Linked DNA regions of Ovis aries: region 2 is linked to region 1. A link is a contact called in public Hi-C data. All regions are on one chromosome and are shown on one strand. Each heading gives the region's core, a stretch centred on a gene start, on an enhancer-like site or on the middle of the called end of the contact. The rest is flanking DNA. Distances are from core to core; before and after follow the strand shown.

Region 1 (5,724 bases), core at 416-2,915:
AGAGTAGTCTGAACTTGCCGTTGGTCACATGGTAAGTCTGTGGCCCTGTAGGGCCCAAGATCTAAGCTGCAGTTCCTGGTCTTATCTTTGCTGGGGACATTTGAAGTTCCTTTAGCTTGCCCCTCTGAGGTAGGGGGAAAGCCCATGAAGAAAACTTTGACCTCGGAGTCAGATGATCTTGGGTTGGGGTTCCTACTTAACCAACATGTTTCCCCAGCCTTTCCAGACAAGGACAGGGCCCCAACCCCTGGTTTTCAGGCTGGTGACCAGCCAAAGGTCAGTGGGGAGAGGGGGTTTAAAGCTGATTTGGACCCTTTTAACGTGTCTCTCCCTTTGTTCTTTTCGAGGTGGCAGTTACTGGGCAACATAACTCTCGAGGATGAGATAACCTATCTCAGATAGGAAGGGTTTATCTCTGAGGTTATTGCAAATATGCCTGACTCCTTAATCTAGTTCTGTCCAGATCTGAACTGGTAGCCAGATAAACTGTTTGCTGCCTGATTTCATGTATTTATCAAGTCTAAACAGTGATCAGAGGCAATTATCCTCCCCCAGAGGCCAGGGGCTCAAGAGCTAAGCAGTGCCCTGCAGGCCTGGCTTTTGCTACAGACCCACAAGCTGTCACTCCAGCCCCTGCAGATTTTCTCTGCTTTCTCCACAATCCTAAATTTCAAAGGAGGTTTGATGTTCTAACGGGTCTGTTTTGGTGTTCTCTTGCCCATAACTGAGAATAAAATCCCATGGTTTTTATAGGTGGATGAATCCTTTTTAAAGCCCCTTTTGTTACCACCATGGGGTTTGTGAGCACTAAAAGTGGGTTTTAAAGGACTAGAGAGACCTTAGATCAGAATTTGCTGATTGTGGAAGGGACCAACTGACGCTAGGCACAGCCCCTTCATTCTGTAGATGGGGAAGCCAAAGCACAGAGGGATTCAATGCTTTATGTAAAAGGAATGTGCTCTTTAGAGTTGGGTAGACCTGAGCTTGAAGCTTGGCTTTGACACTGACCTGCTGTTTCACCTTGGGTAACCTCCTAGAGCCCCTAACTGCCTCATCTATCATGTGGAGGTAACAATTCAGACCTCATAGCATCGTTGTGAGAAGTAAAAACTGGTTGCTCCCTGGTCAAGGTCGCGCAGATAATTGCAGGCAGAGCCAATATGAGAACCCTAGTATCCTGGCTCCCAGACCTGTCTTTTTTCCATTACACTGCAGGATTCTTTCTGGAGGTCTTCGATTGGCCATAAAATCAAAAGTAATAGTTCATTTTTGTCCCACCCAATTCAGTGTTTCTCAGAGGTAGCCCCTCCAGATGGTCTGAAGCTCAGTTCTTCTCCGGACTCTATACAATGACAGCATCTATATTTTTTTCCACAATGAATTAATAATTGACTTGCCATTGTATTTAGAGAAAACCGGATATCACCTCATGGATGTCTCATGGAGAGGGAGTGTCGTTTATTCCACTTATTCTGAAAATTTTTCTACTTAGTTTTGGAGGCAGCAGGAACAGGGATCTTGGGAAACTTTCTGCTCAGCCAGAGGATATTACTGGTCCACAGGATGACCAGTCTAGTTCAAAGTCGGGGCCTAACGGTGAAGATCCCAGGACTGGAGTCAGCCTGTCTTGCAGCCCTCGCCACGCGTTGTCTCCGCCTCAGACACTAGGTGGCGCCAAAGACACATCCTCGCGGCGCAAGGCGCGGTCGCAGCTTGGGAGGACTCGCCTTGGCGCCGCGGAATTCTCCGGGTTTCCACGCAGGGTCAGGGTTCCTTCCGGCTGGCCACCTCTCGCCACAGTGTCCTCCCATCAAAAGGACGGCTACTTTCTGGGGAAAGGCCTAGGTTGTGCTGACCGGCGATGGGAGTCATGCCCCATTTGGTGTTAGGATCCTCCAGTTCAGCATTATAAACACCAAAGGGCTAAGCTTGTTTGTTCCTCATCCGTCGTCCCAACCCCACCTCCCCCACCCCCGCCCCTCCTGTGTCATTAACGGTTCATTTGCTTTGAGTGGCATCGTTACGAAGGTTGGGGGCGCTAAATATACCTCCCCATCTTTCTATTTTTAAAAGACTGCAGACGTGACACAAATTATGCTCGCATGACGGGCGCCTCCGAGTTGGCCTAGAGAGGTTGCCGTGGGGACTGTGGAGCAGGAGGGGGTCTGCCTGGCGAGGGTGTCACGTTGCTCTTCAGCCAGGTGCGTGCTGTACCCGTCTCCTCCGGCCCTGCCGCCGCGAGCGCCCCCTGGAGGCTGGCGGGGGAGTCGGGCACGGGCGCGGCCTCCACTTTTCCGTTCCCTTTCTTGGGATGCTGCAGAGATGTCCCAGTGGCCTCTCAAATCGCGATAAAGTTTCCCCACTTTAAACGCGACTGCAGTCCTTTTACGTCCCGGTCTGCATCGTCCTTTCCACCTCTACCCGTTTCCTCTGCCCCATCCAGACAAATGGCTTCCCGGCCCCACCGGGTTCCCCGCTGGTCCCAGCTCCCCGTTGGGCCTCCAGGTCTCGGTTCCTCCTCCAAGGACCCCGTCGCGGGTCTTGACCCCTTGGGCACTGATCCAGGCAGGATTAGGGGCTCTTCCCCACACCATGGCGTCCCTCCATTCCAGAGAATCAGGAATTAAGCCACATTTGGTCCCTTTCATTTCTACTCAAGGCAGAAAGCACACTTCAGGTATTTTTTTGTGCGTGTACTAGGACCATCAGATCTGGTAGTGATTTGAGGATAAGGGTAGTTTTCTTTCTTTTTTGTTTCTTTTTTTTCTGCCCCAGAAGTTGCCTTTTTAACTAGTAAGTACAGTGCCCTAGGAGGAGTGCAGGCCTGGAAAGCTGATGGCAATTTCAACTACATTAAGCTTCAGCGGTGAGGCCAAATGGAGGCTAGACAGAGCGTGAAGAGTTGGCAGAAGAAAAAGGGAAAGAGAGGACCAGGAGGGGTTACAGGAGCAAAGGCCCCGTGTTTGCAGGTCTTAGGATGTCGAAATTCTACCGCTGGCTCTGAGAGCCTTGGCATCGTGGGTAAATTACTTTACTTCTTGATCCTTGGTTTCCTGGCCTGTGAAATGGGAATACTACTGCCTACCTCATAGAGCAGTGGTGAAGATTGTGAACTAATACGTAGACAAAGTGCCCTCTGGGAAGATAAAGAAGGCTACAATATGATAGCTGGTAGCATAATCAAATTGAAGCCATTGCTTTAGTTTCTAACCAAACTGACTTTACAGACATCCAGAAGTATATGCTTTTCTCCTCTTGTTTTGGATAAGGAGTAACTTTCCCTGAATTTTGAGTGTATTCCTTTGTTTTATGGGCTATGATGTCCTCTCCTTGCTAGAAAGGAAGGGAGGGTAACTGGCTCCCCACCCTCCAAGACCCTTGAAGAGGAATTCCTGATGTAGCCATGTCACTGGGAATAAATGATGTAACTTGGGGGCATGTCAGTTTACTCAAGTGTACCATGGGGTTTTCACATAGGCCTCTCCCTTCCAGAAAATATTTTGGGACACCAATATTGGTGTACCATCTGATGGGAATGTTCCCACGTGTGGCAGCAAGTCCATGTCTTAGCTTCTGGTGAAAGTCGGGGTTTGTAAACTGAGCTCATTTATGAATAAATAGTACAAACATGATTGATGCAGCTAGCTGTCCTCTACTGCTTGTGACTCAGTTTATTCATGCTCTGCAAAAGATGGCTCCTTTGCTCACCGGCAGCCTTAAACAGTGTTTCATTAAAACTAGCTTCACGATTATTAAAAGACAGCCCAATCAAAAGCTATACATTCCTTCTGTATGTCTGTATACATGGAGCCGTATATATGACGTACATTTCTAAGTGGGTGTATGCGCCTGCATGTATGTGTACATATGTATTTGTGTGGGTATATGCTTAGTAATTTAATTCAATGGCACAAATTCTTGGGGAAAATACCCAGGAACTGGCTCCCTTTCTGTTGCTAGATCAGAGTAGAGGCCAGTTCCTGAGGGCGTGACGTCAGTGGCTTCTCACTGACTCCACGGTAGACTCCACAGAGCGCTGTCCCAGTGTTGAGAGTCACAGACTTAGGACAGGCAAGTTTTGACTTGCTCTGCTCTCAGGACGTCCCTTTTCTCCTCAGCAGTGTTGAGGGGCTTGGGCTGGGAAGTGTTAGGGGGAAAGTGTCCTTGCAAAAAGAGACATGACCCTCCGGGCTTTCGTTTCTGGGGCTGGCTGTCTAGCTTTCCTAATGAGCAAATATGTTCTCTTTAAGGAAACAAACAAAGCAAAAACATCTATTCATCTGGATTTTATTTGTTTGTTTTAAATACAAACAAAAGGAGAGAGGAGACGTGGTTATTTCTGCAGCAACTATTTCAAATGCAAGTTATTCCATCGCTCCAGGTGTTCCGATGGTGTTTGTCACCGTAGTACCCACGGGGCTAGTTCCGACCATTATATGGTAAGGCTTTCTTTCTTTCCAAAATTCCCAGCGTTCCTTTAAGGCCCATTTAGCTGCGGGTTTTGTTTATTCTCTCAGCAATCAGCATTTAAAATAAGATAAACAAGCATTTTTCCTGGTCTGTGAATCCCCACCGACCAGCCTCCACCTGCACACCTGAAGTCAATGGGTCCAATTGAATTTCTTGGTAACCCATATCCCCTTCAGAGACTGGCTCCCTCCATATACCAAGCTGGAAATAGAGAGCTTAAGCAGGGCAAAATGTAATTTTAAGAACTGCTAATGATGCTAGGAATCTGCAGTGCAATTAGCATCATTGAATTTGGCGCTCCTCCGAAGGCACAGAACTCCTTGCCATCCTGCAGTGGCAGCAGCGGCAAGCGCCTCCTCGCATGCCTGGGCGGCCGGGGGTGCTGGCAGCCGCTTTGCACCCAAGTAGGAGCATTTGGTTAGGCTTCCTCTCTCTCTCTCTCTCTCTCTCTCTCTCAGCTATTGACTCCTTTGTCTCTTTTCTGACTTGCAGAGGGAGGGATATATGCATTCGTTATATTCTTAGCACTCAGTCCCCCAGTGCGTGCGTGTGTTCATGCTAAGTCACTTCAGTCATGTCCAACCCTTTGCGACCCCATGGACTGTAGCCTGCCAGGCTCCTCTGTCCATAGGATTCTCCAGACAAAAATACTGGAGTGGGTTGCTGTGCCTTCCACCAGGGGATCTTTCTGACCCAGTGATCAAACCCACATCTCTTATGTTTCCTGCTTTGGCAGGTGAGTTCTTTATCACTAGTGCCACCTGGGAAGCCCTCAATCCCCCAGTGGAGTCACTCTGTTTTCTAGGTAAGTGGGGTCCCTGCTTTGTGAATTCACTTTGCTCCCTTGGATTTCAGTGCTCCAGTTCAACCAGTGTTCCGCCTGTCCTGGAACCCCAGTAATTCTGAAGCTGTTAATTGGCACCTCACATCTTAGTGGTTGGGGCACCCTCCGACCCCACGTAACCACTGTAAGATATACCCTCTCTTTCTCTTTCCTTCTCTAACTTCCCTTTTTTTGCTGCTCTCTAAGGTTCAGAGGTAGTAGGAAGAGTTAAACGTAGCGATAGGAACGGAGCCAGAAGAAGAGAGGGAATGAGAAGGCAGAAAAAGAGAAAATGAATGATTGGATGCAAAATAAACCTTTGCTTGTTCATAAGGAAATTATTTTTGCTCTCAGGAAAAATAGTGTGGGCCAGGCATAGAAACCGTGTTAGCTGGCTTAGAGGTTGCTGAATGCAGAATTTGATCTTGGTG
Region 2 (5,350 bases), core at 1,582-4,081, 170 kb after region 1:
AGCAGACTAATACAGGTGGTTATCCAGACTTAACCCGCTGATAACCGCTGGTTTCAGAGTTTTCTACACAGGATGCTGTTGCCAGGCACTCGTGGTGATATCTTCTCCGCACCTTCAGGCTTTCTTTGTTCCCTGGCCCAGGTTCGTATTTCCTTACACTCTAGGCTGAGGTTTCTCAGGCTTTTGCCATGACCCAATTATCTATGGAGAGTCCTCAAATACAAATACCTAGGTCTCACTCCCAAAGATGGCTGTTTAGTAGGTCTCAGCTGCTGCTGCTAAGTCACTTCAGTCATGTCCGATTATGTGTGACCCCATAGATGGCAGCCCACCAGGCTCCCCGGTCCCTGGGATTCTCCAGGCAAGAACACTGGAGTGGGTTGCCATTTCCTTCTCCAATGCATGAAAGTGAAAAGTGAAAGTGAAGTCGCTCAGTCGGGCCCAACAATTCTTATTTTTAGAAAATTGTCCCGAGTGATTCTGAGGCCCCCAGAATTGAGAGCCAGTGCTCTCATCTTCTGTCCTCAAAGGCCTGACTGGCTATGCCTTGATATGGATGGCCAACGTTCCTCTGCTCTTTATTCTTGAGGAGACTGCAACCCCTCTTTTAGGGGAGACTTTTGGGGATGTGTATGACCAATTTTTAATAGAGAGGTAGCCTAAAGGTGTTGAGGGAAGATCCCTGGTTCAAGGGCCTCTCCTGTATATGCAGTCCCCTTCTGTGTAGTGACTGACTTTTACAGCCTCTTAGATTTGTCCATGTGCCAGGTGTAGGAGACAAAGTTGATTTTTTTTTTTCCTGTAGATCAAGAATTGAAGAAAGAAGAGCTGGTGGGAGGAAGAGTGAAATCAGGCACTGAGCGATTGCAAGGCTGAGATCAGTGGAGGTGATCAAATGACCTGGTTAATGGGCAGAATAGGGTAGGAAGGGTTGTTGGAAGAGATACTGATTGTGAGCTTTATATCAAGAACTGGATTTTTCTTTGCATCTCTATTGCCAAACAAGGAGTTGTGAAAAAGACTGGATGAATGCATAAAAGAATACTTGAGTGAGAAGCGGTATCATAAGACCAAGTGCCTGGGAGTTCTTCCAACCCCACCTTCCTGGAGGCATTTATGTTTAGCTCAGGGTTTGCGAATGAAAGGGAAGAAAGGCCATTGAGATGAAGGAAGAGAATGAGCAAAGGCACAGAGCTATGAAATAACCTGATGGAACTCTGTGTTTTTGAACTGTGCCATCCAATAGAGTAGCCACTAATACATGGCTATTTAAAACTAAATTAAATGTAAAATACAGTCCATTAGATATGCTAACCGCATTTCAAGTGCCTAGTAGCCACAGATAGTAGCTGATGGCTACCATATGGACAGCACAGGTATAGAACATTTCCTTTACTATAGGAATTTCTGTGGGACGGTCCTTCCAGGGTGACACAGAGAAGGCAGCACAAGTTGAAGAAATAGGTTGGGGTTGAAAGGTCCAAAGAATCTTTTAGAGCACACTTAAAAGCTCAGACTTGATCCAGAAAGCAATGGGCAGCTACTGAAAGAGTATTTGTTTCTTAACTGAGATAAAATATATATAAAATTCACCATTTTAATCCTTTATAAGCATGCAATTCAGTGGCATTAAGGATAGCACATTGTTGTACAACCATTACCACTAGCTATCTTCAGAACTTTTTCATGACCTCAAGCTAAAATTCTGTACCAGCAAGGGACGCAGGGATCTTGTTTATTGAACAGAAAAGACACTTGTTCTTTGGAGTCCCCAGGGCTGTGAAAGATTTGTGACTCCAGAGTGAGCTGAGAAAAGAAGAGAGGGCCAAGGCCACAAAACAGAGGCTATTGATACGGACTCCTATCGTAGGTATAGGGCCACTAAGGAAGACAGAGCCCTGGAAAGGAACTCACAGAATTAAAATGAACTGTTCACTCACAGTAGGGAATATTTCCAAGGTAGCTGATTCTCCCAAGCAGGAAGTTTTTCCATGCTGCTTCCGATTTTCCCAGGCGTTTAAGCCCCAAAGAAGATGGACTTGAAGAAATTCATTCACACCTACACCCACACAATCAACCCTACATTGTGAGTAACCTGCCTTATAAACTGGCAGCCTGAACCAGGGGTAATCTCTTCTTACAGCAGTCCCATTGGAAGAAACTTTCTGAGTTCTACCTCACAGAAAGGGCAGAAGCAATACAAAGTTACTCAAATTTTGTTAATAACACTTTTATTCACAATAACCTTTTAAACGATTTCCTATAAAAATGTAAATTATTTTCTCTGCTGTTTCTTGTGAGCAATATTATAACAACAATAAAGGAGTCTTAAAAATTGTCGGATTTCACATTTTACTCCAAAATGTGGCCCGGGAGAAAGGTCCTCGTGACTGTGGTGTCTGGAAATGTAGATTTTCAATTGGCAAATATTGATGGCCTCCGAAGGACTGATTTAGTTGGTCAAGCTTAAAGAGAGGGAAGACTTCTTGCAGAAACTGGGATTATGGATAGGTCTTCTCTTTTTGAGAGTTTGAATTTTAAAAGAAGTTATTCAGAGGTTGTCCCACATATATTTTTGTTCAATGGTTTGTATAAACTAGTTTAGTTAATCGATCCAGCTCATTTATATTAAAATGATTTTATTTTATTGGTTTCACACCAGCCCCTGGGAGGTCTGAAGAGTGAGGAATTTCATATTTATGCACAGGGCCAGAAACAAGTAAGAGCGAGGTGGAAACGGAAACAAAGAAACAATATTCCAGAGCAGGACTTGATGGATGGAGTCAGAGTCAGCCAGAGAGCTCAGTTGTCCCTTTCCAAAGTTCCGTGCTTCTCCCCGCAGAGTGATCCAGGAACGCAGGGTTCCCAGGCAGTCGGCGTCATTAGTCCCTCAACTGAGAGCGCACTTTGCCGTTTTTCTTCGCGCTCCGTGCCTTTTGAGGATTTGACTGTGATTCTTTAGTGTTCACCTCAGTTAGAGCTCAACTCGCGTTGACTCTTAAGAGACCGGAAAGGTTAGCAGTCTCTCCTGTTGTCTTGCCTGTAGCCTCTGGATGAAACTTTCAGAATTAAGCTCAAACTTTGCCTCTCTCATAGGGTTATACGTTGTCTACCCATATGGGAAGTATTTGTAGACAGGGAGTTTTATCTTTCCTTTATTTTTGATAACCTCAGAACTGATGAGGGAGACCTGGGTTCGATCCCTGGGTTGGGAAGATCCCTTGGAGAAGAGAACGGCTACCCACTCCAGTATTCTGGCCTGGAGAATTACATGGGCTATATAGTCCATGGAGTCGCAAAGAGTCGGGCAGGATTTAGCGACTTTCACTTTCAGAACTGATGGCTCTGACAACTGGGCTCTGAATAGAAAGTGTTTAACCGGAAGACCAGCAGATGGCGCCATTTGTCATTTATTGACACCCGCGTATAAAAGCGTGTGGCATGGCTTCTTGCCTCTTTAATTTGAGTGGTATTATAAGTAAAATGTTTTCAACTGTTTATTATGCATGAGCCAAAATTCTATGAATGTGTAACATTTTCTCCTGTATTTCCCTTTTTTATAACATCATTTAAATTCCTTATTAATAATTTTAAAATGTTCTGGATTTTAATCACTTTTCTCATCACTAAAATATCTGATGAAGAGATTTTTTTCCCCCTGCTGAAGGTGAGCTAGAGGAAACCATCAGCCGGGAAGGAAGAAGAGAATCTCACTCTTGACTCGAGCTCAAGGCCCCTCCTGCACCGCTTCATCTTTTCAGTTTAATTGAATAGTATTTATTTAATTAATAAAAATATCTGTTTTGTACAGATTTCAGAAATCCAAGGCTCGAATAGGCTGCCATTAATAAACCAAGTTTTTTTATATCCAAGTTTAATTATGGTGGTGTTTGTTTGATAGCTTGTTACTGTAAATAAAAGAGATAAAGGCAGCCCTTCACTGGAGTAGCTCGAGAGCTGTGAAATATGTACCTAATTAAAACTATTGGTGTAAGAGGCTAATAAAGTACATGTGCCTACTAGATGTCTTATTCTAATGAATCTCGGCTAATTTGCTTTGACTGATGAATTTCGGTGTTAGTGGTAGGGGCTGAATAATTATGAAATTTATCACAAGATACAAGGACTCATTAAGGATTACTCAGGTTGAGTTAGAGGAATGTTTTCTTTGTCAGGAACACAGGCCTTGACCAATGTAATTACGGCAATGCCAAAGAGTAGCCAGATTCCAATCCAAGCCCCAGAGAATGTTCAAGGCCAGGAGGGGAGCATGTTTCTGGCAGGGGTGGGGGTGGGAGTCGGGGAAGTGGAGCCACCAGCGACTGTCAGTTCTGAGACAAACACCTGTATGGGGCTCGGGCCTGAATTTTAAATAGAAGCTTTCACTGTGCACAGAACTCCTCATGGATGGATTTAAGGACAATGACTCTCCTCCCACTCTTTCCTTGTAAAGGTTTTCCCACCCTTCATGAGGGAAAAGGAGTGCTCACATTTATTTAGCAAGGATACTGCTTGCTGCAGGAAGCCTATTCAGCTTCAAATTCTTTTTTTTTTCTTCTAAGTTTTAGCCTTCTGAGTCTCCTGAGTTATTAGTGAATCTGATTTTCTAAAGTCCTGAGTGGGAGACCCCAAAACCGGGGCCATGATTAGAGCCCATTTGGCCAGTCTCACATAACTACTTGCAGATTGGCCAGGAGGTTAAAAAAAAAAAAAACAAAAAAACACCATCTGTTTGAATTTGAAGTGGAAGATACTAACTGTTACAACATGTGCTGTGGGCAACACAGAGAAGAGCTATCTTCCCAACCAAGACCTGCACATTCTGCTCCTTACCAACCAGGAAGCAGAAGAGAATGGAGGACACCCTTAGATACCTTCCCACAGGAAACAGAGGCAGCAGAGCAGCTACGCTCCTGAGGGCAGGCAGGAGCCCAGCTCCGGAGATGAGAGCTGTGGATTAAAGGTCCCTATGAGGGGGCCTGGCTTCAGCCTCTTCTTCTGGGGGCCAGAAGGAAGTGGGGAGCAGGGGTGGGGTTTGGGAAGGAGGGATAGCAATGCTCCAGTAAGCGACACCCAAGCTGGAAGCCTTGCCAAACAAATGGAGACCTATTTACCCTCAGCATCCCGCCCCCCACCACAGTAGAGGCTTTCCCAGGGCTGCACAGGGGCTTCATGTCCTAGCATGCGAAGTGGCTTCAGTTGTGTCCAACTCTTCAAGACCCCATGGACTATAGCCTGCCAGGCTCTGTTTGTCCAAGGGCTTCTCCAGGCAGGAATACTGGAGTGGGTTGCCATGCCCTCCTCCAGGAGATCTTCCCAACCCAGGGATCGAACCCGTGTTTCTTATGTC

Evidence for each region. A called contact is a pair of places that touch in the nucleus more often than the background predicts.
Region 2: a Hi-C map of liver shows a contact between it and region 1, with 3 times the contacts expected there. The contact joins two enhancer-like sites. A contact is called at or near these places in 3 of 16 Hi-C or Micro-C datasets (liver, retroperitoneal adipose tissue and skin fibroblasts).

Annotation. Positions count from the first base shown.
Region 1 is chr1:64,231,571-64,237,294 of ARS-UI_Ramb_v3.0, forward strand. No RefSeq gene overlaps it. Among named protein-coding and RNA genes, the nearest start is that of LMO4, 210 kb to the right of the region's middle. Within about 2 kb of position 1,666, at least 15 of the 54 cell types and tissues checked have an H3K27ac peak or open chromatin away from gene starts, as enhancers often do. A contact at or near this core is called in liver, where this site is marked.
Region 2 is chr1:64,397,545-64,402,894 of ARS-UI_Ramb_v3.0, forward strand. No RefSeq gene overlaps it. Among named protein-coding and RNA genes, the nearest start is that of LMO4, 41 kb to the right of the region's middle. Within about 2 kb of position 2,832, at least 10 of the 54 cell types and tissues checked have an H3K27ac peak or open chromatin away from gene starts, as enhancers often do. A contact at or near this core is called in liver, where this site is marked.